7 separate regions of the Mus musculus genome follow, and all the other regions are linked to region 2. A link is a contact called in public promoter capture Hi-C data. All regions are on one chromosome and are shown on one strand. Each heading gives the region's core, a stretch centred on a gene start, on an enhancer-like site or on the middle of the called end of the contact. The rest is flanking DNA. Distances are from core to core; before and after follow the strand shown.

Evidence for each region. Promoter capture Hi-C pulls out the DNA fragments that hold promoters and counts their contacts. Capture Hi-C pulls out chosen DNA fragments and counts their contacts.
Region 1: a promoter capture Hi-C map of pre-B cells shows a contact between it and region 2, with 3 times the contacts expected there. The contact joins the promoter of Thap8 here to the promoter of Psmc4 in region 2. A contact is called at or near these places in 5 of 39 promoter capture datasets (cranial neural crest, hippocampal neurons, liver and 1 more).
Region 3: a promoter capture Hi-C map of cranial neural crest shows a contact between it and region 2. The contact joins the promoter of Syne4 here to the promoter of Psmc4 in region 2. A contact is called at or near these places in 3 of 39 promoter capture datasets (cranial neural crest, liver and second pharyngeal arch cranial neural crest) and 1 of 115 datasets of contacts at active chromatin or transcription factors (astrocytes).
Region 4: a contact with region 2 is called in a promoter capture Hi-C map of liver, with 2.9 times the contacts expected there. The contact joins the promoter of Capns1 here to the promoter of Psmc4 in region 2. A contact is called at or near these places in 1 of 39 promoter capture datasets (liver) and 1 of 9 other capture datasets (liver).
Region 5: a promoter capture Hi-C map of liver shows a contact between it and region 2, with 2.3 times the contacts expected there. The contact joins the promoter of Zfp146 here to the promoter of Psmc4 in region 2. A contact is called at or near these places in 9 of 39 promoter capture datasets (the 3T3-L1 cell line, the C10 cell line, the SN4741 cell line and 5 more).
Region 6: a contact with region 2 is called in a promoter capture Hi-C map of adipose tissue. The contact joins the promoter of Zfp260 here to the promoter of Psmc4 in region 2. A contact is called at or near these places in 3 of 39 promoter capture datasets (cranial neural crest and liver), 1 of 115 datasets of contacts at active chromatin or transcription factors (astrocytes) and 1 of 9 other capture datasets (adipose tissue).
Region 7: a promoter capture Hi-C map of hippocampal neurons shows a contact between it and region 2, with 5 times the contacts expected there. The contact joins the enhancer-like site here to the promoter of Psmc4 in region 2. A contact is called at or near these places in 5 of 39 promoter capture datasets (cranial neural crest, hippocampal neurons, liver and 1 more).

What each region holds. Positions count from the first base shown.
Region 1 is chr7:30,278,754-30,281,453 of GRCm38.p6, forward strand. Thap8 (THAP domain containing 8) reads left to right here and starts at 1,341. Exons shown (of 3, transcript NR_144498.1): 1 at 1,341-1,727; 2 at 1,855-1,946. It overlaps Wdr62 (WD repeat domain 62), which reads right to left and starts at 1,657. Exons shown (of 33, transcript NM_146186.4): 1 at 1,403-1,657. The coding sequence starts at 1,579.
Region 2 is chr7:28,048,839-28,051,538 of GRCm38.p6, forward strand. It overlaps Psmc4 (proteasome (prosome, macropain) 26S subunit, ATPase, 4), which reads right to left and starts at 1,254. Exons shown (of 11, transcript NM_011874.2): 1 at 1,145-1,254; 2 at 266-364; 3 at 1-141. The coding sequence starts at 1,180.
Region 3 is chr7:30,313,384-30,316,083 of GRCm38.p6, forward strand. It overlaps Syne4 (spectrin repeat containing, nuclear envelope family member 4), which reads left to right and starts at 1,433. Exons shown (of 8, transcript NM_153577.2): 1 at 1,433-1,703; 2 at 1,879-2,017. The coding sequence starts at 1,576. It overlaps Alkbh6 (alkB homolog 6), which reads left to right. Exons shown (of 7, transcript NM_198027.3): 7 at 536-920. The coding sequence ends at 799.
Region 4 is chr7:30,193,714-30,196,413 of GRCm38.p6, forward strand. It overlaps Capns1 (calpain, small subunit 1), which reads right to left and starts at 1,440. Exons shown (of 11, transcript NM_009795.4): 1 at 1,293-1,440; 2 at 165-388. The coding sequence starts at 373.
Region 5 is chr7:30,168,328-30,171,027 of GRCm38.p6, forward strand. Zfp146 (zinc finger protein 146) reads right to left here and starts at 1,414. Exons shown (of 2, transcript NM_011980.4): 1 at 1,332-1,414. It overlaps Gm5113 (predicted gene 5113), which reads left to right and starts at 1,548. Exons shown (of 3, transcript NR_157376.1): 1 at 1,548-1,887.
Region 6 is chr7:30,093,823-30,096,522 of GRCm38.p6, forward strand. Zfp260 (zinc finger protein 260) reads left to right here and starts at 1,254. Exons shown (of 3, transcript NM_011981.4): 1 at 1,254-1,389.
Region 7 is chr7:30,346,748-30,349,447 of GRCm38.p6, forward strand. It overlaps 4930479H17Rik (a long non-coding RNA gene), which reads right to left. Exons shown (of 3, transcript XR_881936.2): 2 at 598-1,118; 3 at 1-454. Among named protein-coding and RNA genes, the nearest start is that of 4930479H17Rik, 5.8 kb to the right of the region's middle. Within about 2 kb of position 1,259, at least 29 of the 459 cell types and tissues checked have an H3K27ac peak or open chromatin away from gene starts, as enhancers often do. A contact at or near this core is called in hippocampal neurons, where this site is marked.

The DNA.
Region 1 (2,700 bases), core at 91-2,590, 2.2 Mb after region 2:
CCAAGAAACCAAGCCAAGAATCTCATGATCTCAGTTTCTTCAAAAACACAGAACTGAATTGTTCCTGGTTTTGTGCCCCTCCAGGTGTAGGAGATAGGAGTGAGTCTATTTCAGATTATTCATTACACTAAGTATTGTTATTTCTTTATATGTCTCGATGGAAAAACATGTTTTTGCCATGTGTGTCACTTGTCCTTGTGACTCCTCTTAACCCTCAGGGTACAAACTGTCTGCTGCTCAGACTAAAGTTGGCTACTACAGGAGACTTTAGCTTGCCTCATTTATGACTCCATTCTCCCAGGTCCCACTGCCTCTAGACTAGTAGCCAATAGCTCCGTAGGTAAAAGCCCTTGGGGCCAAAGCTGACTCTGGGAGAATGAACTCTCAAAAGTTGACCTCAGCCAGTCTGGTCTACACAGCCAGTTCCAGGTCAGCCAAGGCTACACGGAGAAACCCTGACCAAAAAAAAAAAAAAAAAAAGTTTTACTAATAGCATTCCTTCTACCCAAAGTCATTTCTTTCTGTGACTCAAATTTTGTGGAACTGTTTTGTACACCCTGCTCCCCAGGCAGCAGTGCTAAGATTTTTACATTCTCCATAATTTTAAGCCGTAAGTAGATAAAAATCAGTTCTAGTGAAGGAACAGGAAAGAAATCAGGAACAGAAAAAGGAAGGAAGACCAAGAAATGTTACGCAAATAAGCCAGGCAAGTACTCCGGAGGCAGAAAGGTAGATCTCAGAGCTCACAGCCAGCCTGCTGGTCTACAGAATGAATTCAGTCACAAAGAAATCCTGTCTCAAAAGGAAAAAACAAACAACAAAAACAAAAAACAAAAAAACCACAACAATATAACAACAACAACAAAACCCACAACAATATAACAACAACAAAACCAGGGGAATGTTAACCAAATAGGGGCCTGGAAGAGCACACCTTACCCCGAGGCGCTACAGAGGAGGCGTGGCAAGAGCCAACAGGCCAGCCTCTCGCTCAGACTCCGATACAGCACACTGGTGGCTGCAGTGGTCCCCAGCCCTATTCCAATAAAATCAAAGACACACTGGAATGAAAGGGATAAGTGTCTTAGGTCACTCACTGAACAGTAAAGTGATATTAGAGATGATTTGTAAATGCAAAACCATTTCCCGGGAGTTAGAACTAAAATAAAGCAATGTGCCAACTCTAAGTGGAGCCAGAAAGATGGGCAGCACCAAACCCTGAAGCCAGCAGGAACGCAGGGGGAAAGCCTCTGCCAAGGGGGCGGGGCTTCCGGACCAGGCGGGCCTGGGAAGCCGCCTGAGGGAGCAAATAAAGAAGCGATGGGAGGGACCGAGGCCCCGAGGCGGGACCAAGGTGGCAGAGAAGCCCGGAGTTGGGTAAACAGGACGACCAGCCTCTCACCCGGTTCTGCACAGTGTCCTCGGGAGCCGCCGCGAGTCGCGTCCGCCGCCGGAGGCAGAGCGGTGGGGCAGGAGGCGGGGAGGACTGGTTTCTCCGCGCCGGAACTCCCGCCATGACAGAGGACAGCTTTTCTATCGTGTCACTCCGCGTATAACCTCCGGCCGCTAAGGCAGCCATCATGCTGTCGGAGACCAGTGTCCGTTACGCTTCTTAACAGCCGCCTGTAGCCAGCACCCACTCGAATAGCGAATGGCCGCGGGAAAGCCGGCGCCACCGCCCATTGGACGCAGCCGGCACCCCGGCTGGCCAATCACAAAGCTTCCGGGTAGGCTCATTGCCCAATGGGAGATAAGAGGCGGAGCTAAAGGAAGGTGGGGCCAGGGCCTGTCTATTTCACTGCTTACTGAGTCTGGCTGGGTTTCTCTACTAACCTGTGCTTTCTCTGTTCATAGACACACAGCTTTTAACTTTGATGGAGCTCATCCTGTCTTTTGCAACAGTCCCGGGAAGTTATTCAAGCTGTACCAGTCTCATGGATATAGGGGTAGGGTGAAGCCAAAGAGCCGTGGGCTTGGGGTCGGGAACAACACCGCCCTACTCTTGCCTATACAAATAGTGAGGTTTAGGATTGCGAAGATTGTAGCCAGCTGCTCTCCATCCCGTGATTGGGGCGTAGCCGCGGTAGCACGAGGAACATTTTGTACGCATGCGCCCTCAGTTTCCCCTGTCACGTGTTGCAGTGTTGCTCTTCCCTGGGATGACGTGAGGCGGATGGATTGCTCGGGGACCCGGACAGGGTTTGGCCCAGACTCAAGTGTTATTGCTGACTGGGCAGGACTGGCCAGGGTAGGACAGCTACACATAAGTACATTAGGGCTCCAACACTTTGGGGCGCCTGGGCAGGGACAATTGGCCTGGGAGATTCGAACATGGGGCGTGGCCCTGGGAGGGGCGGGGTTGGTCCAGCTTTGAGTCTTGGGAGCTACTGCTATGAAGCTGTAGATAGTTCATTGCTACCTTGGGAGCGGAAGGGGTGAGAGGGATGTGCACACACATCATTCTCCCTGTTCATTTTTTGGCTTATTTTTCTCTTTAAACGGTTTTCTGGGGCATCACAGGTTGAGGTATGCAACGGTGTCCCCACCACTAGAATGTCAGCCCCTCCCTGAAGCCAACAAATTTTATCCCATTTCCTGTTATTCCTAGGTTGCTAGACTAATGCCTAACACATACTATTGTCCATCAAATGTTTGTTGGAAGGGTTTGATTTTTAGCCCAGAAGTCTGTTGGGGTTTGGG
Region 2 (2,700 bases), core at 4-2,503:
GAACTGACCGATGACCAAGGGGATGCTCTGGATCCGCTTCACCTCCTCCTGGGCGTGGAGGAATTCCTTCTTCAGGTTCTTCTGCTCGTCCTTGATATACTCCTCCTGCACTTCCAGGAACTCCAGCTCCTGCTGCAGCTTCTGCACGCACAGGGAGGGCAAAGGGTTGGCTGCAGCCTTGCCGTACCACAGTGGGAGGTGGGGGGGGGGGCGTATGTGATGGGGGATGGGAGGTATGCAGGAGCCAGCTTAGGGTTGAACACACCTTGTAGCGGCTGTACAGGTCCTCCAGGTCTTCAGGTTCGGGTCCCAGAAAGGACAGGCCGGTCTGCGGCCGAGACACGGACAGTGCTGGAATCTCATCCTGTAGACGGTAAAGACAACTTGGTGTTGGAAGCAGAGAATCATCTCGTGAAATCAGCGAAAGCGTTCTTCCTATTTCGCCACCAAGTCACCTATGTCTCCAGTACCTGACATCATTCACTATCTCTCAATAGATACAGGAGCTGCTCAGTCCCCTATGTAGATTGCTAATAGTAGGCCCCTTAAACAAAACTCATCATGAAAGTTTTGCAGCAGCTCCATACCGAACCTTAGCATCCCAGTCCCCTCAAGAGGTTCTAAAAGTCCCATGGATTTTAAAGTCAGAGTCACATTCAGAGTCTCATTACCCAGTTCTTCCCCTCCCCCCCCCAAAAGCTTTCATGTCAGATTCCCAACTCACGTTAAAGCCAAAGGTCACTCAGCCAAACCACAACCAATACTTAACGCCTCACCGTTCACGTCCCAAGCACAGTGAGTCCACTGGTCCCTTGGCCACGAACATACCTAGGCCACGGGGCCCCCATACATCATCCTCCACCTGGTCCAGACCCCAAACCGAAAAGCTAGTAAGCACAGCTCTCCAGGCCTCGCAACCGTTCTGTCTGAAAAGTCTTTAAGTTCAACGCCACTTTCCTCCCGCTCTGCTTTTCTGAGCTTTGCCGCCCTCCTGACAACATGACTACCCCGCCAGGCCCCGGGACCACCCAAAGCTCGACACCGAGGCCTCTGAAACCACCCAGCCCAGAGCTGGGATCCTGAGAACCCCTCAGCACCCCACTCATGTCCAGCTCCCGCTAAGAAACCCAGATCCCCACTGCACCTGAATCTTTTCCACCAAAATGCCTATCTCCTCCATAGTGACCAAGCCGGCCTCAGTGCAGCCCGGCCAGTCACGGCTTCCGCTGACGCCAACGGAAGTCCTTCACATAGAGCATCTTGGGAAACGTAGTTTTTAAGGTACCGCTGCGGGTTGACCTGACGGGCCGGATAACAGGAAGGGCGGGAAACTCTTAGCCCTGGGCTCCGCCCCCAAGATGGGTTCCTGCGCTCTGCGCTCCAGGCGCGCGCGCGCGGACCCGCAAGGATGTTGCGCGTGCGCAGTAACTCTTGTTCTGGCGCCATCCTGCTTCGCGGCCCGTCGCGCGTTGTGAAGGTTTCTCCAGTAGATGGCGCGGCCGAGTTGCTCTTGAAGAAAAGTCTCCAGAGGATTGATTGATTGATTTTAATATTATCCACTTTTTTACTTTCTTGTCTTTACAAAGCCAGCCCCGAACTGAGAATATGAAGATTAATCAAGTCCTGTCCTAACTTGTTAAAAACTCCAGAGCTTTGTTAGAAGGAATTCGCAGACATAACTAAGTATAAGAAACGAGAGGCACTAAAGAAGCCTTTAGTTCCACAGAAGAATCTCTTGACCTTCTCTGGCCGCCACCTGAAGAGAGAAGCAGAGGTCACAGAACGGCGAGGAGCCAATCAGATCGTACCAAAGCTGGAGAAACCGAGGCAGCTGCGAATGCAGATCTTTGCGGAGTCCTGTCGAATCTTTTCTTCTCTGTCCTCTTCACATTATTTTTAGGGGCTGTCAAGATGGCCCAGTGCTGAAGAACACTTGTGGCTCTTCTACAGGACCCGAGTTCGGTTCCCAGCACCCAGGTGGGGCAGCTCACTAGCATCTGTAGGCAACTCCTTCGGTTTCTGCAGGCACCTGCACTCAAGCACACGTCCCCGCTAGCAGAAACACACTTACACATAATTAAACGTTTTGAAAGGATTTTATATTTAGTTACGTGTACATGTGTATATCGGAGTGCGAATTTGTGCACCTGGATTCAGTACATGCAGAAGCCAGAAAAGGGCATAGGAATCTGTGGCACTGGAGTTACAGACTGTGTGCGCCATCTTTTCAGCCTCCTGTTGAGTTTTGATTGTTGTTATGGCTCAGGAACTTTGATATGCTAAGCAAGCCCAGCTAAAATCCTTAGTATGTATTATATTCTCTTCTACAAAGAAGGAAGCTGGTGCCAAGCACTGAAGTCACTTGAGCAACTGGTAAAGCAGGGTTAGAACCTAGATCTGTATTCCTTGTACCAGGGATATACACTACCACACTTCATAACAGCTATAGTTTTTGTTAAGTAAACTTTTTATTGGGGCACAGATAGGTAGCAGGCACAAATCATTATTTTCTAGCTACATAATGCTGCACAAATTGAACGTCCTATCTGTTCTGTATGGTATGGAGAATCTACAGTAGCTCTCACACTGGCTAGCAGGTGGGTTCCTTCCCTCCATCAGTTGAAGAATTAAAAGACAGAAAAACAGTGACCACAAAGTAAAGGTGAAGTTTGTTGGCAGGCAATACAAATAGTTGAGAGA
Region 3 (2,700 bases), core at 183-2,682, 2.3 Mb after region 2:
CATAGAGTCTTCCTCCAACTCTCCGAACACCCTGGCCAGATGTTAGCTCCACTCCCTAAAGTTCCGTCTTTTCCATCTCTTCTACCCAGGCAGGCTTGCTGTAATACCATTCCTGAGTAAAGCCTCCCTAACAGCCAGAGTCCCGGGATAGGCCATTCCCTTTAACCTCTGTATTAGAGCCTGACCCCAGCAGTGCACCCCCAGATTAGCTCTGCGTAAGTATCCCTAGGACTGCCCATGTCTGTCCCAGCCCCTCAGATGCCAGCTGAAGCTCCCACAATGTAGTAGCCCTTTATGTCTTAAAATGCAGCATAGGCCCTGTCTCCTCCCAAAGAACTGGACACACACACACACACACACACACACACACACACACACACACGGCGGGCCAATAGTCTTGTCCCCAGAACCTATAGATTACCACTCCTGAGGGCCTGCTGACCCTTGTCCCCTGACCAGCTACGGATGCCCGCTGACTTTTCACACACTCCCAAACTCTGGATATCCATTTACCATTATCAACTGATTCCCGCAGCCCAGGCCTCCTCAACGGCCCATCACCTCGCTGCTGGTGGAACCACGGAGCCTGCTGGTGCTCCGGGGCACAGCTTACACACGCCTGCTCCACGGCATCTCAGCTACCCGTGTGGATGAGCTGGACGCCACCTCGCTGCCACCCAATGCCACCGCTTGCAAGTCAGCGCTGCCCGGAGCCCACCTGGTGCGCGGCACCCGTGTCTCACTGACCATTCGCCGCGTGCCCCGTGTGCTGCGCGCCAGCCTCCTGCTGAGCAAGTGACCACCAGGTTCTAAGACCTTGGAACCCTAGGGCAGAGGTAGCTGTCCAGGGTTATTTATTTCCCCAGTAACTATGGAAACCATGGAGAAGACACCATTCCAAATAAACAGAAAATACCTTTACTCGTTTTGGATTTTTTTTTTTTTAACTAGATGGGAAGAGATACTTCAGTTTCTTTCTCTCTGCCCCCCCCTCCCCCTTCAATACTGGAGATAGAACCTAGGGCTTCTTGGATGCTAGACAAATGCTGTACCACTAAACTACAACCCAGGCAACAATTGCATTATTTTTTAGTTTTGCAATAGGGCTTCCATAAGTTGCCTAGGCTGGCCTTGAACTTGAGACCAGCTTGCCTGAGGTGACAGGCTTTAGCTGCCAGGTGCTGGGACTTTTTTTCAGTATCCTTATACCTGAGACTTTAAATGAATGGGACGGGCCCTGAGACACAGGTGTCCCTGAAGGTGACAGGATCCAAGGTCTTGAGATGGGTGACGTTTTCTCTCAAAGCCCCACGATGGCGAGCGGGTGGTATTGGAAGGTTTAGGTTCTCCTGCTGGGGAGGAAGGAGTTAAATGCCTCCGCACCTCAGCCAGGCATCAGATTTCTCTAGTCCAGGTTCTTCCAGGAAGGGGTGGAGCTAGGCTGGCCCCTGGGCCCCTCAGTAGCCTCGGACTTAGGCTGTGAGTCCTGCTGAGAAAGCATGGGGGTCTGGACTGTCTAAGAAAGCGGCTGCTGTTACTGGACATCCTCACCTGACGATCCCCAAGTGCACGGCCATGGCCCTGGTTCCACCTCTTGGCCGTGAATTCCCGCCAGAGCCTGTGAATTGTCCCCTGGCAGCTCCTAGAGAGCTGGATGTTGTCGGAGGGACCATCTGCCCTGCACCTGAGGAAGAGACAAGCAGGTGGGGACTGGGGCTTGATAGTGGTTCCGAAGGAGGGAGGGAGGGAGGGAGGGGTCTGTGGGAAGGGCCATGTGTGACTGACTGAAGAAGGACATGGAGAAAAGTGGGCATATGGTGAGGTGGAAAAGGAGACACTGTGCCTCACAGGTGGCCCATCAACCTTTCTCCTCTCTAGGCCAGAGCAGGTCCAGGCCTCCTTGGGCCTGCCTGAGCATTGCATGGGTGAACTGAAGAGCACTGAGTCTGCCACCAGCCCCTCAAGACTCCCCCTGGCCTCTTCCCATGAGCATCAAGACGGGGGCAAGCCCTGTGAGGTGAGCTGAGCACACCCTCTGTTCCAGTCCCACTTCCTGTCTGTCCCCCGGAATCTGCCCCTTGCTCAGATGATATGATTCTGGGGGGTGCTGTGGAGGAAGGGACACCGTAAGGACATCTGGTTGCCAATCAGTATTTCACTTATTTTTAATCGTTTTGTGTATTTACTCTGTGTGCCTAAGTGTGAGCAGGGATACAGGCACATCATGCGTGCCGGTGCCAGTGTCTCTCAGTCACTTTCCACTATGTGACAGAGTCTCCCATTGAACCTGGCTAGGGTGGCTGGTGAGTGAGCGCCACGAATCTGCCTCCAGTCACTGACCAGCCGGTGCCACATGCTTGGTTCTTTGAGCACTTGCTTGTACAGCAAACATTTTATCAACTGAGCCATCTCCCCGGTTCCCCCGACCTCCTTATTTGAGATATGCTTTCACTGTGTAGCTCAGGCTGCCCTTGAACTTTCAGTTCTCTTGCCTCAGAGAACTGGAGTTACATTTTATCATCTCCAAGCTGGACATATTTCCACGTTTTACCAAGTAGGAAATGAGAATTTTATTAATAACCCCATTCCTTTTGGGGGTACTCTGCTCCATTATCCTTCCTAGTTTAGACCCATATAAAGACCTTTCTAGAAGGCTCGGGAACCTGGAAATCTTAAATTAGATGTCTTCAGCCTTGGTGT
Region 4 (2,700 bases), core at 190-2,689, 2.1 Mb after region 2:
GGTTTACTAATCCTGGTACTAAAAAGTGACACCAGCCTCGCTAGAATCCCCTTAGGGCCAGTTTTCCGGTATGGATCAGCCCAGACTAATTAAGAATTCTCAGGTCGGACTCTAAGTGAGTCTTTATTATTTGGCCCGCCCCGCCCCTTCAGGCCCCGCCTTACCTGATGGCGCTAATGACTCCGCCCAGGATGCGCATGGCAGTTCCACCGCCTCCGCCACCTCCTCCCAGTCCCATGCCTCCACCGCCACCGCCGCCGCCGCCAGCAGCTCCGCTGATCAGGCCTCCGAGCACATTCCCCAGGCCCCCGCCCAGACCCCCGCCTCCCCCACCGCCACCGCCGCCCTTCAAGAACGAATTCACCAAGAACATGATCGCAGCTGAGTCCTGTAAAGTAAAAGGGGTGGGTCGGGTAGTGGCCTTGCCAGGAGCCCAGCCCTTCCCGCAAAAAAAAAAAAAAAAAAAAAAAAAAAAGCAAGCATTTCCGGCAACTAGATTGGGGAGGAAACTAAGGCCTCGAGATGGGGACAGAGCCTCTAGCTAGGGGTCTGGACAGGTGATAGGAGATGTGAAACCTCCTAGGGTCTAGAAAGTACCCTGGCCCAGGCTTGACTGCATATATATAGGCATGAGGACAGGGGTACAGCTGGGCGTGCGTGGTAGCGCTCTACTGTAATCCCAGAAATTGGGAGGCTGAGGCTGGAGGACCAGTTCAAGGCCAGCCTCGGCTACAGCGCCTGCCTGCTTTACCCTGTCTTGAGGCAGCGGGAAAACAGGGGATTCTCGTGTAGAAACCCTAAGGTGTGTAAAACCGAACGTGTCTCAGATCCAGGCCTTCCAAAATTAAGCTCAGGGTAGGGATGACCCAGGGCTGACCAGGAAGTTCCTAATGTGGATTAAGACATTCAGATACTCTCGACAGAGGGACTACACTGTCACTACGGGATCTGTGGGCTCCGGCCAAAAATTATGGCTGTGCGCCCGGAGGATCCTGGATAACGGAGTTCTTCCCACCGCAAATGGGAACCACGATCTCGGATTGTGGTTCTAGACGCCCAAAATAATTTCCGGGTATCTCTCTGATCTTTGGGCTTATATTTTTTGGTCGTCAGATCCGGGATGGTAAGGAGTGTTCTGGAGGGGCTGACAGGCCCGATGGTTCGAATCTGAGAACACCGGTCCTAGGACCCCCCAAGGGCCAAGACTTTAGGGTCTCGCCAGATCTGAGGACTACGGATTCCGGATCTACAGGGTGCAGGGGTGCTGGACTGGAGTGTCCCGTCTCACTTACGGATCCGGCGGTCCGCGGTCTTGCTCGCCTGCTGCAGGGCCTCCGCTGTGTCCGGTTCGGGAGGGCGGGGCCGGTGACTCAGGCAGCTACTCCGGGTTAGACCCTGCCGCCACCCAGCCGTCGTCTGCGCGGTCCTAGAGCCTCCATTGCAGACTGCGCCTGCGCGGGAGGGTTATGGTTGCAAGTCTCTGCTTAGCTCATCCGTCCCCATACACACACTGCTGGAAATTCAACGCTGTCCAGATTAAATAGCTTTGAGTACGAATAAATTATTCTAACGCCCAGGTACTGGAGCCTCCAGGAACTAGATACAGGGTACCCGGTCACCGTTGCAGTATATAGTTGCAAAAAAGGACTTCAGTTGTCATTCATTCATTCATTCATTGTGCACTTTGAGACAGAGGTTTGTTAAACATCCTCTAAATGATGACCTAAAGCCCTAGCTAACCTCGAACTTGAAACAATCCTCCTGCTTCTGTTTCCCGAATGCTAGGAATCTACATCTTAAGTTTACCATCAGTTTGTGCCTCTCACCCAGGTCGCTGTTGGGCTTCTAGTCTGGCTGTCTGGCCACTCCCTAGGAACTATATAAACCTCGGTTTGAGTCTTTATTGCTCATCCCTAAAACAGTGACCTGGTGTCTCTGAGTAATGACCTCCTCATGTGTAAGGCGGGAACATAGCCAGGCGTGATGACACACACCTGTAAAACCAGCACTGGGAGGTGAGGGCAGGCAGCCATTCTCAGTACATAACAAGTTTGTGACCGGCTTGGGCTACATGAGACCCTAGAGGACACTAGGGTAAGCCCCTATCAGAATTAAGTGATAAATACATAGTAAATGGCAGCTCTTCTGTTAGTCCCTATGTCGCCATGTTGTTCCCTCAGCTGGGAGCTCACCTGGTTCCCTTAGCTCGTTTACTCTTGCTCATCCTTAAACAACATCGACAAATACCTGCCGGTCCCTAAATACTCTCCACTCACTAGGTTGTGTGTCCTCGAAGCAGGCCTGTGGGATAGGTCTGTTATTGTCCCCATTCTATGTATAAGTAAACTGAGGTTAAACAACCAGTCTGCTTTACCTGTTCAAAGAATCTCCGATAACTTAATATGATAATCAGTCAAATAAGATCTCAGCAGACAAGACCGTAATTGCACTAACGCCACCTAAGGGCTTGCTGGGACCAGGCCAGGTAATCATTGCTCAAACCTGTGTGTGTGTGTGTGTGTGTGTGTGTGTGTGTGTGTGTGTGTGTGTGTGTGAAGCAAGATTTAACCTGTCGAAACCGGAAACTCTAAAAGGCGGGAGCACAGAGGGTGGCGACCCAGGCCTAAGCCTTAGCGGATAAATCATTTGGTGATGACTAATGTGGATTCCCTCTCTGCCACACCCCTCCCTGCCACACTG
Region 5 (2,700 bases), core at 164-2,663, 2.1 Mb after region 2:
TTCTTCAAGACAGGGTTTCTCTGTGTAGTTAAGGGGTCCTGAAACTCTGAGATCCAACTGCCTCTGCCTCCCAAGTGTTGGGAATTAAAGGTGTGTATGTGTCCAGCTTCAGTGATATTTAAAAAACTACTTTTGTTTCGTTTTTTTGTTTTTTGTTTTTACAATGTATCAACTAGTGGCAGCTATTCATAAATTTGAAAGCTACCCACTTGCAAATCTTAATCAGGTACTGCTTAACTTTTACCATTAGGAGAAAAGCCAAAGCTGCGGATGTCTTTAATGACTGCCACAGCAGGGAGAAGTAGTTTTTCACATGTGCTACACAATTCACAGAACTGTACTCGTGAAGGAGTTATGACATCTACGATATAGCACAGTAATCACTAAGTTTTTTTCAAAAAACTAAAAACATGGACCAGTGAGAGAGCTTGGGGGGGGGGGTGTGCAAAGGCGCTTTGCTTCCAAGGCTGACAACCTGGATTCCGACCCTAAACCCACATGATGGAGGACAGAACCGACTGTGGCAAGCATGCCCACACAAATAAATGTATATATATATATATATATATATATATGCTTTAAATGAGGAACTGTGCCTAACCTAAATCTAAATTAGACCCCTTAATCCTGGGTTTTTAGTGAAATGACGCTCTTCAAACCGAAACTCGAATTTGCCTAACAGCTCTATTAAAGTACCTCAAAAATCAGAAATGAAGTCTATGGCTGGCACCCCCGGGACAAACAATTCCAAACCAAATGTTTCCTTAATTAAGCATGACAGAGTAATCTGTATTCTACCTCCATTCATAAACAACCGCGTTTTAGTACACAGATCGTCTTTTAAAATCTAAACATGTTTACTAAGGCTTTCTGCACATATCACGAAATGCATTTGCGTATAAAACTCACCATCAATAAATACAGTTTTAAAAGTATTTAACCCTTAGCTTCATCCCACCTTTCAAGTAATCAAATAAAACGGATGCTCTTCGGGAAGATGGCCCCGTTATAATTATCAGCACTTTCGACTCGGGAACTACCGCGCAGACGTGATACTTCAACATGGGTCTCCTCATTGCCTCGTGAAGCATAGCCACCCACAATCCTACACCCAGCTCCACACCCACTCAATCATTCCAAATAGTGGGTCAAACTTTGCAGTCAAATTCGGTCTCAAACGCTCAAGCTTTCCTCAGAGGCCCCCACCTCCGCCTTCACCAAGATCCAATGCTCTTCAGCCCACTCCCTGAACCCCGCGCTACACCTCCAAAGATCGGAAACACTGCCCTCCAACCTCCCGAACCCACCGACCCAGGACGCCCAGATCCCACCTCCTACTTTGGCGCCACGTGGACACGACGGCCGTGCTGACCCGCGGACAAAGACCAAAATGTCCACTCGCTGCCCCTGCGTCTGCGCACTCAGGGAGTGAGTGAGCACTCCCAGAAGTCTCCGCGACATCTCAGGGCTTGTTCACTGAAGCCTAGCCAGGCTGTTGTCTATTATCAGCAATACTGCTTTTACGACTTTGGACTACACTTCCCACAAGGCACTGCGGGTTGCTTATCCGTCTCCCACGCACAAACCTGGCCGCCTCTTGTGATTTGGGGTTTCTTAGAGTAGATTGTTGTCACTTGGACCCAAATAAGCTCACGCCTGGTAAGATGTTTGGAGTGGGGACTTCCTCTTTGGTACTTCACGGGCGGCGTCTCAATAATACACTGAGCCCAGACCCCAAGGTGAAAGGACACCATCTTTGTCCGGGGCTGATGTGGCTATGGACTACGTTTCCCAGAGTCCATAGCGAGCTGACATTGTAGCTCAACTTTGATGAAACCTTTACCTTTGGCTGAAGCAGGATGCGCGCGCCTTCTACTGAGACCCAAGGTAAATGGTCTGGGGAGTACTGAACGGGGGTGGGGAACAGGCGTGTCCTGAACGGGGTTGTGCACGCTGAAGCAGGACTGGGCTGCGGGATTCTAATTGTGGTTTTGATTGTGGTGGTGACCGGTTGTCAGTGCTTACAAGTAGTGTGCTGTTGTAATCACCTGTCTCCAAGGTGTATATCTGATTGTTGCTGTGCAAACATATGTGATGTTATGTGTTCCGGGATCTTGTGGTTGTGGAAGTGGTATCCCGTGGTCCTGTAGTGTGTTGTGTGCTCGATAACCTTTATTCCTGGGGTTGTGTGGATATAGTTGTAGCTGTGACTGTGTATCTCTGGGTTAAGTGACCTTGTGTAGTACTGTGTGCAGTGTTCTGTGTCCGTGGCTCTGCGTCGGCAGTGCGTGAGTATCCTTGTGTTCTTGGAGAGAAGGGAGAAAGAAGGAGGAGGACTTTGTGACAGTGTGTAATACTGTGTGTATGCGGGTGTGGACTATCTTTGCTAAAGAGTGACTGGCCCCTGAGTGAATGTTCAGTTATGGCTGGATGATGCAGAGTACTGTGCCTTCTGCGTGCCACCATGTGTGATTGTGACTATGTAAGGAGGACCTTTAGGGATGTTAGGGAAGTGATTGTACCACAGTGGCAAGCAAACTGACTGGGATGCCTAGGTGGGTAAAGTTCTTGTGGCACAAGTCAGTTGTCATACTGTGTTTGTAATTATCCTGTAATCCAAGCTCCTACAGAATTCAGAGACAAGCATTTCCAAAACCTCTCAGATGAACTAGCTGGGAGTGTGTAGCAGTGATCAGACTA
Region 6 (2,700 bases), core at 4-2,503, 2.0 Mb after region 2:
TGGCACCTTTTTGGTTTCACACTGGGCTGTTTGATAAGGAGAGAGGCAGAAGCCTAGAGGTCAGGAGAGCAGAAAACCAAGCATGGTGGACAAGAGGTCAAACGGGCTAGATTATATAGGGAAGAGAAGCTGGGGAAGGGACAGCCCAACTCTGGTGGGAGATTTCAGGGTAGGAGGCAGGGTAGCCCAGGACAAGCACAGGTAGCCAGGCCCCACCTCTATACTAATCTAATGGCCTGGCCCAGTCCCTTGATGTGCAAGAGTATTCAGGGCCAGCCTTCTAGACTGTTCTACCACTGAGAAGGCTGTTTCCAGCCCCTTGAGATACAGACAAGATCCACTCTATAGAGGAAAAAAGGGCGGGGGCGGGGGGAAGAATCCCAGGCCGCCCTGGAAGCCCCGCCTCCTTTCCCCCCAAACCCTATATAATGCCTGCCTCCTGTTCTGTTCTTTGTTGATTCTCTCCCAAGCAAAGGCACCCAACTTCTTGAGGCTTTCCTAATACATCTCTCCCGAGGTTTGCTGTAGGGTGTGACTTTGTGGTATTCCTTGGCTCCCAACTGTAGGATAGCTTTCCCTTTAGAGCTGTAACACCTTCACCAGGCCATCAGCTGCTTTGATATGTTAACAGGCATCTCAGCCATTTGCCCCAGTTTTGGGACCTAACACTCAGGTAACGCATTAACAAACCTCCCACAGGACCCCACAACTCACCTGCATACTGCTTTCCACATTGTTACACACTGTCACAACCCTAGGACATACGGCTACAAAAATTACAATTTCACAATAGTTCATTTTCCTGATTGTTTAGTCTGAACCCAATTATCAGTCTCAATTCCAGCCTGGCTTCAGTTTGTGATACTGTAGCAATCGCTTCCTTAACACCAGAGTCTGATACAACTCTCTGCAGAGCTGCCAACTATCAGCCTGAGATGCCTTCTGGGAAATGTAGTTCAGCAGTGCGCCACGGTGGCCAAGATGGCGTCCTCTCCCGTAAAACCCAGAGGATTGCGCCTTACTGGGAATCTCGCCCTGGAGGCAAGGAAAAGCCTATTCTGTGAGTTTAAGCTGCACTCATTACACACCTTGGCACACCATTGTCCTTTGCGGTAACACAGTGTAAAAGTGGTAGTATCTGAGTTCCAACCTTTTACTACTTATCCACTGGGAAAAGTTCTCGGGAGAGTGGAGGGGAAATTAACTAGAACCCCTGAGACTTCTGGGAAATGTAGTTCACAGTTAAAAAGAGAGCGAAAGAGAGAGACTAGAATGGAAAAAGATCCTCTAGTTCAGAGCCCTGGTGGGCAGAGACCTCTGGGAGTGCTAGCTCACTGAAGGAGTGCGCAGGCGCAGGCTTCGTGGCTCGCCATCGTCGCCTTTGTCTGGGTGAGTTTGATTTCGGGGTCTGTAGGACCGGGATTTTCCCAGACTGAGTAAAGGCAAAGGAGCTGTGGGGGAGGGTTTACCCACCTGCCCGGGCGAGGATGCCTGAAGGGGCGAAAACGCCTACTGTGATGGTGGAGCTGAGAACTTGGGTGGATGGGGGCTGGGGAGATCAGAAACCGGGGTGGGTTTGCGGGCGGGGTGAGCATACGTGTAAGGGTGTGTTTTGGTTTGTTTCGAGTGAGCGAGAAACTGGTTTCAAGTTTGTAAAAATACAGGGGTGGTTTTCTAATACATGTCGCATTTATTTTAAAAATAAAAACGAGGTGTTTTTTTTTCTTCTGGAAAACAGGAAAGGGAAAAAGATAATTGAGTGAGTAGTTTTAAACCTGGTTTTTAAAAATCAAAACAAGTCTACAGTAAAAAAATGAAACCAACGTTCCTTTGAAAAATATTCTTTGTAACAAAGATTTCCAATAACTCGTTATTGGATGCCTACACATCTGTAGGCATTAACTTGCTACTTGGAAAAACCAGATGAGCTAGTTTTGAGTAGTCCCAAATTTACGGACTAGCCCTTAGAATGTACTTTTCACTGCTGCAGATGGGATTGAATCAGTAAGGTAATTAATTGTCCCCCCTTTAGCACAGAGAGGTCAAGAAAGCTATTTAATTTAGCACTCTGATTTGTCAAAGGACAGGGCTCGTGTGTGTGTGTGTGTGTGTGTGTGTGTGTTGCCTGAATATATGTGTACGTGGAACCTGCAGAGGCCAAAAGAAGACATTGGATCCCCTGGAACTGGAATTATAGACAGTTGTGAGCTGGCATGTGGGTACAGGGAGTTGAACTAGAGTCCTTTGGAAGAACAGCCAGTGTTCTTATCCACTGAGCAATCCCTTCAGCTCCAAATTAAGACTCCTAATTTGTCCAGATTTATCCATACCAAGTAGCTTTTGTTAACATACAGATTTTCTTCTGAGTAGTTTTTGGTCAGTCTTTAAAACATGACAAACAACAAAAAATGGTCTGCGTTCATAGTCCTGCTTGTCCTGGAACTCTCGAGATAGGCTTCCCAAGTGCTGGGACTAAAGGCATGCGCTGTTATAGCTGGCTCATCATCGTTTTGCTTTCATTTCTCCCTCCTTCCTTCCTTCCTTCCTTCCTTCCTTCCTTCCTTCCTTCCTTCCTTCCTTCCTTCTGAGTCAGGGTAGTCTCAGTGTGGCCCTAACTGTTTTGGAATTCGCTCTATAGATTAAGCTGCTCCAAACTAGGATGTTCCAACTGCGTCTGCCTCCTGAGTGCTGGGATTAAAG
Region 7 (2,700 bases), core at 9-2,508, 2.3 Mb after region 2:
GAGCTCCTTAATTCCAAGGTTACCTGACAATCTCAAGCGGAGAAGCTGCGGCTATTCTGTTCAGCACCATGGCCAGCGCCCGACCGCATTTAGAGTCTGCGCAAAGCTTTGTGCTGCTTAGGCAAAGCGGCTCCTTTCCAATAGCCCCGGAGAATTTTGGTTACAAGCAGCCACCTGCTCTGAGTGTGGCTCTGGGCAATGATTTAGCGCCTTCGACCTCCAATTGGTTTCTCTATAAAACTGGGATAATAAAAAGACCTGCCTCCAGGTTGACTGTGAGGAATATATTACATAATGTGCATGCATACATTATATATAAAAGCACTTACCACTTAGCCCATAAAGCCTCACCTATTTATAGGCCTGTGACGCAGCAGTACCAAGGTGTGCACACACCACCATCACCACGCCCAGCCACTACTGCTGCCAAAGAGGTGGTCCAAAGCTTGCAGACCTGCCCAGCAAAAGGCAACTCGTAGGTGCCAAGGCTCTCCTGCTCAGTGGGTCCCGGGGACTCGAACTTAGGTCGTCAGGCTTAGCAACCAGTGAGATGAAGAGCCATCTCACCGGCTCTAATTTTAAATTTAATTCACCTACTTGATTTTGAGACAGGATGTTATGCTTGTCTCGCACATCACTATGAACTTCTGTGTGTCTGCTTCCACTTCCAGAGTGCTGAGAGAATAGGCAAGTACTGGGGATCAAACCCAGGGCTTTGTACATCCTAGGCAAGCACTCTATCAACTGGGTGCGCCCCACCTCCAGTCCCTCATGTAGGACTTATAAATCACTGTCAGGACTCTGGCGCTGCTGGCAGGCGGGGTGATTGCACTGGGGGATTTTGAGTAGAGAAGGGACATGATTCGAATTTTAAAAACGGTCTCGGGGCGGCTTCATGAGGAATAGAATGTAGTTTTGTAATTTTTCCCGACCCTGATCCTCAACAGGTCTTCTCGCTTCTCCAGGCCCTGGCGGTCCCTGCCACCCTTGAGCAGCAGTAGTTGGTACCCTTGTGTCTTGCTTGCTGACAAGAATGTCCAATCATCAGTGCCACCGGATGAATGGCATATCATGGGAACTTGATTGGTCACCCGCATTCTGCTCTACACCTGCCGTTCCTGGAAGGAAGGGTTCAAGATGTAAGAATACTGACAGGCAGGTTATGTGCAGCAGGAGGCCCATTACCCCAGAAAGCTGACTGCGAGTCGCCCGGCCGTAGCCGCGGCATCACCGCGAGCGCCCAGCAGGTGGCGCCGCGGCGTTGGGTCCAGGCAGGCTCGCCCACGTGGATTCCTCAGCAGCCCTCGGGCACTGGGCGCCGGCTCATTGGTACTGACAGTAGCACCACCATCGGGGCCCTTCGGGCGGTGGCAACACACACACACAGCCGGAAGTCGGGTTTCTCAGCGCCCCCGTTTTCCAAGAAAGCTGTGATTAAGCGGCGGCCCTAGAAACCCACAAACGCAGCTGTTGAGTCTGAGTGAACCCGGAGCGCAGAGGAGGGAACCAGAATAGTTGGGTAAATTGGGAGGCCATTCCGCCAGGTTTGAATCCCCACTGTCTTTTTCAAGCCATGGGAACTTGAACCATACACCTAACTTCTGTGGGCTCTGGTTCCCTCATCTCAAAAAGCTGCTACACACACACACACACACACACACACACACACTTCACAGAGCTGGGAGAGATGGCTTACTTTTTCTGGTCTGCCTGCCTTATTATGCTTCCAGAACCAGTTTGTCGTATCTACTGGCACAGTCTGTCAATAGATCTTGTCCTAACCAGCCAGAATCGCGTCCAAAGAAATTCCACTTTCACTGAGCCATGTCAGGCAGCCTTTCCACCCTTGGCTCTGAGGTCACCAGCCATCGTCTTTGTACATCCACATGTCTGTGGGAAATCCAGAGCATCAAGGTGTTCGAGCAGGTATGAAGGCAGCGATGACCGAGTATTAGAGGGCCTCTTGACCCTCTTCCCTGTGGGCACACTCCCAGAAATGGATAGGATAGGTAGGCTGGGGCTCTTGCCTATCGGGACCCAGGGGGAGCTGTGTATACTACAAGTCACTTGTGTACCATCTTTAAGCTTGGTCCTGGCCCTCATCACGCTCCCTGAAGCAGCAAGGGATGTGTGGCTCCAGTCTGACCTGTTACCATCAGGTTGGAATTGTGGGGTTAGAGACTAGAGGCAGATGGCGGAAGAGGGGGGGAAGAGGGATTGGTTGAGGAGGTGAGACATGTTGGAGATGAACAGGCACATGACGAGGGAATGTTGAGGAATTACAAGGAGGAGGGAGAGGAGGAAGAGGAGGATGTGAGGGAAGGGCAGAGAGGGACGAGTGGGGAGAGAGTCAGGAAGGAAGGGAAGGAGACTTGGTGGGGAAGGAGAGAAGGAGAGAGCTTATTTGAGAGACATTAGGACTAGAAAAGGGTCTTTGAGTATAGAGAACTGGTTTGATCGTGTTTGGAGGGAGCAGAGGCTCTATATTCCTGTAAACAGAAGAATGGGGCAAAGCGGTCAAGTGAGGAAGCCGACACCGGAAGAACATTCTAGAACAGAGGAACAGCCTCCATAGCCTGCTGAGGAGGAAGAAGCTTTTGGCTAGAAGTTCTGAGGCCCTAGGAAGGGTCGCAGTGGGAAGCCTGGGTTCCGAGGAAGGGAGTAGAGATCGCTGCTGCGTCTGAAAGAGGACCTGGAGAC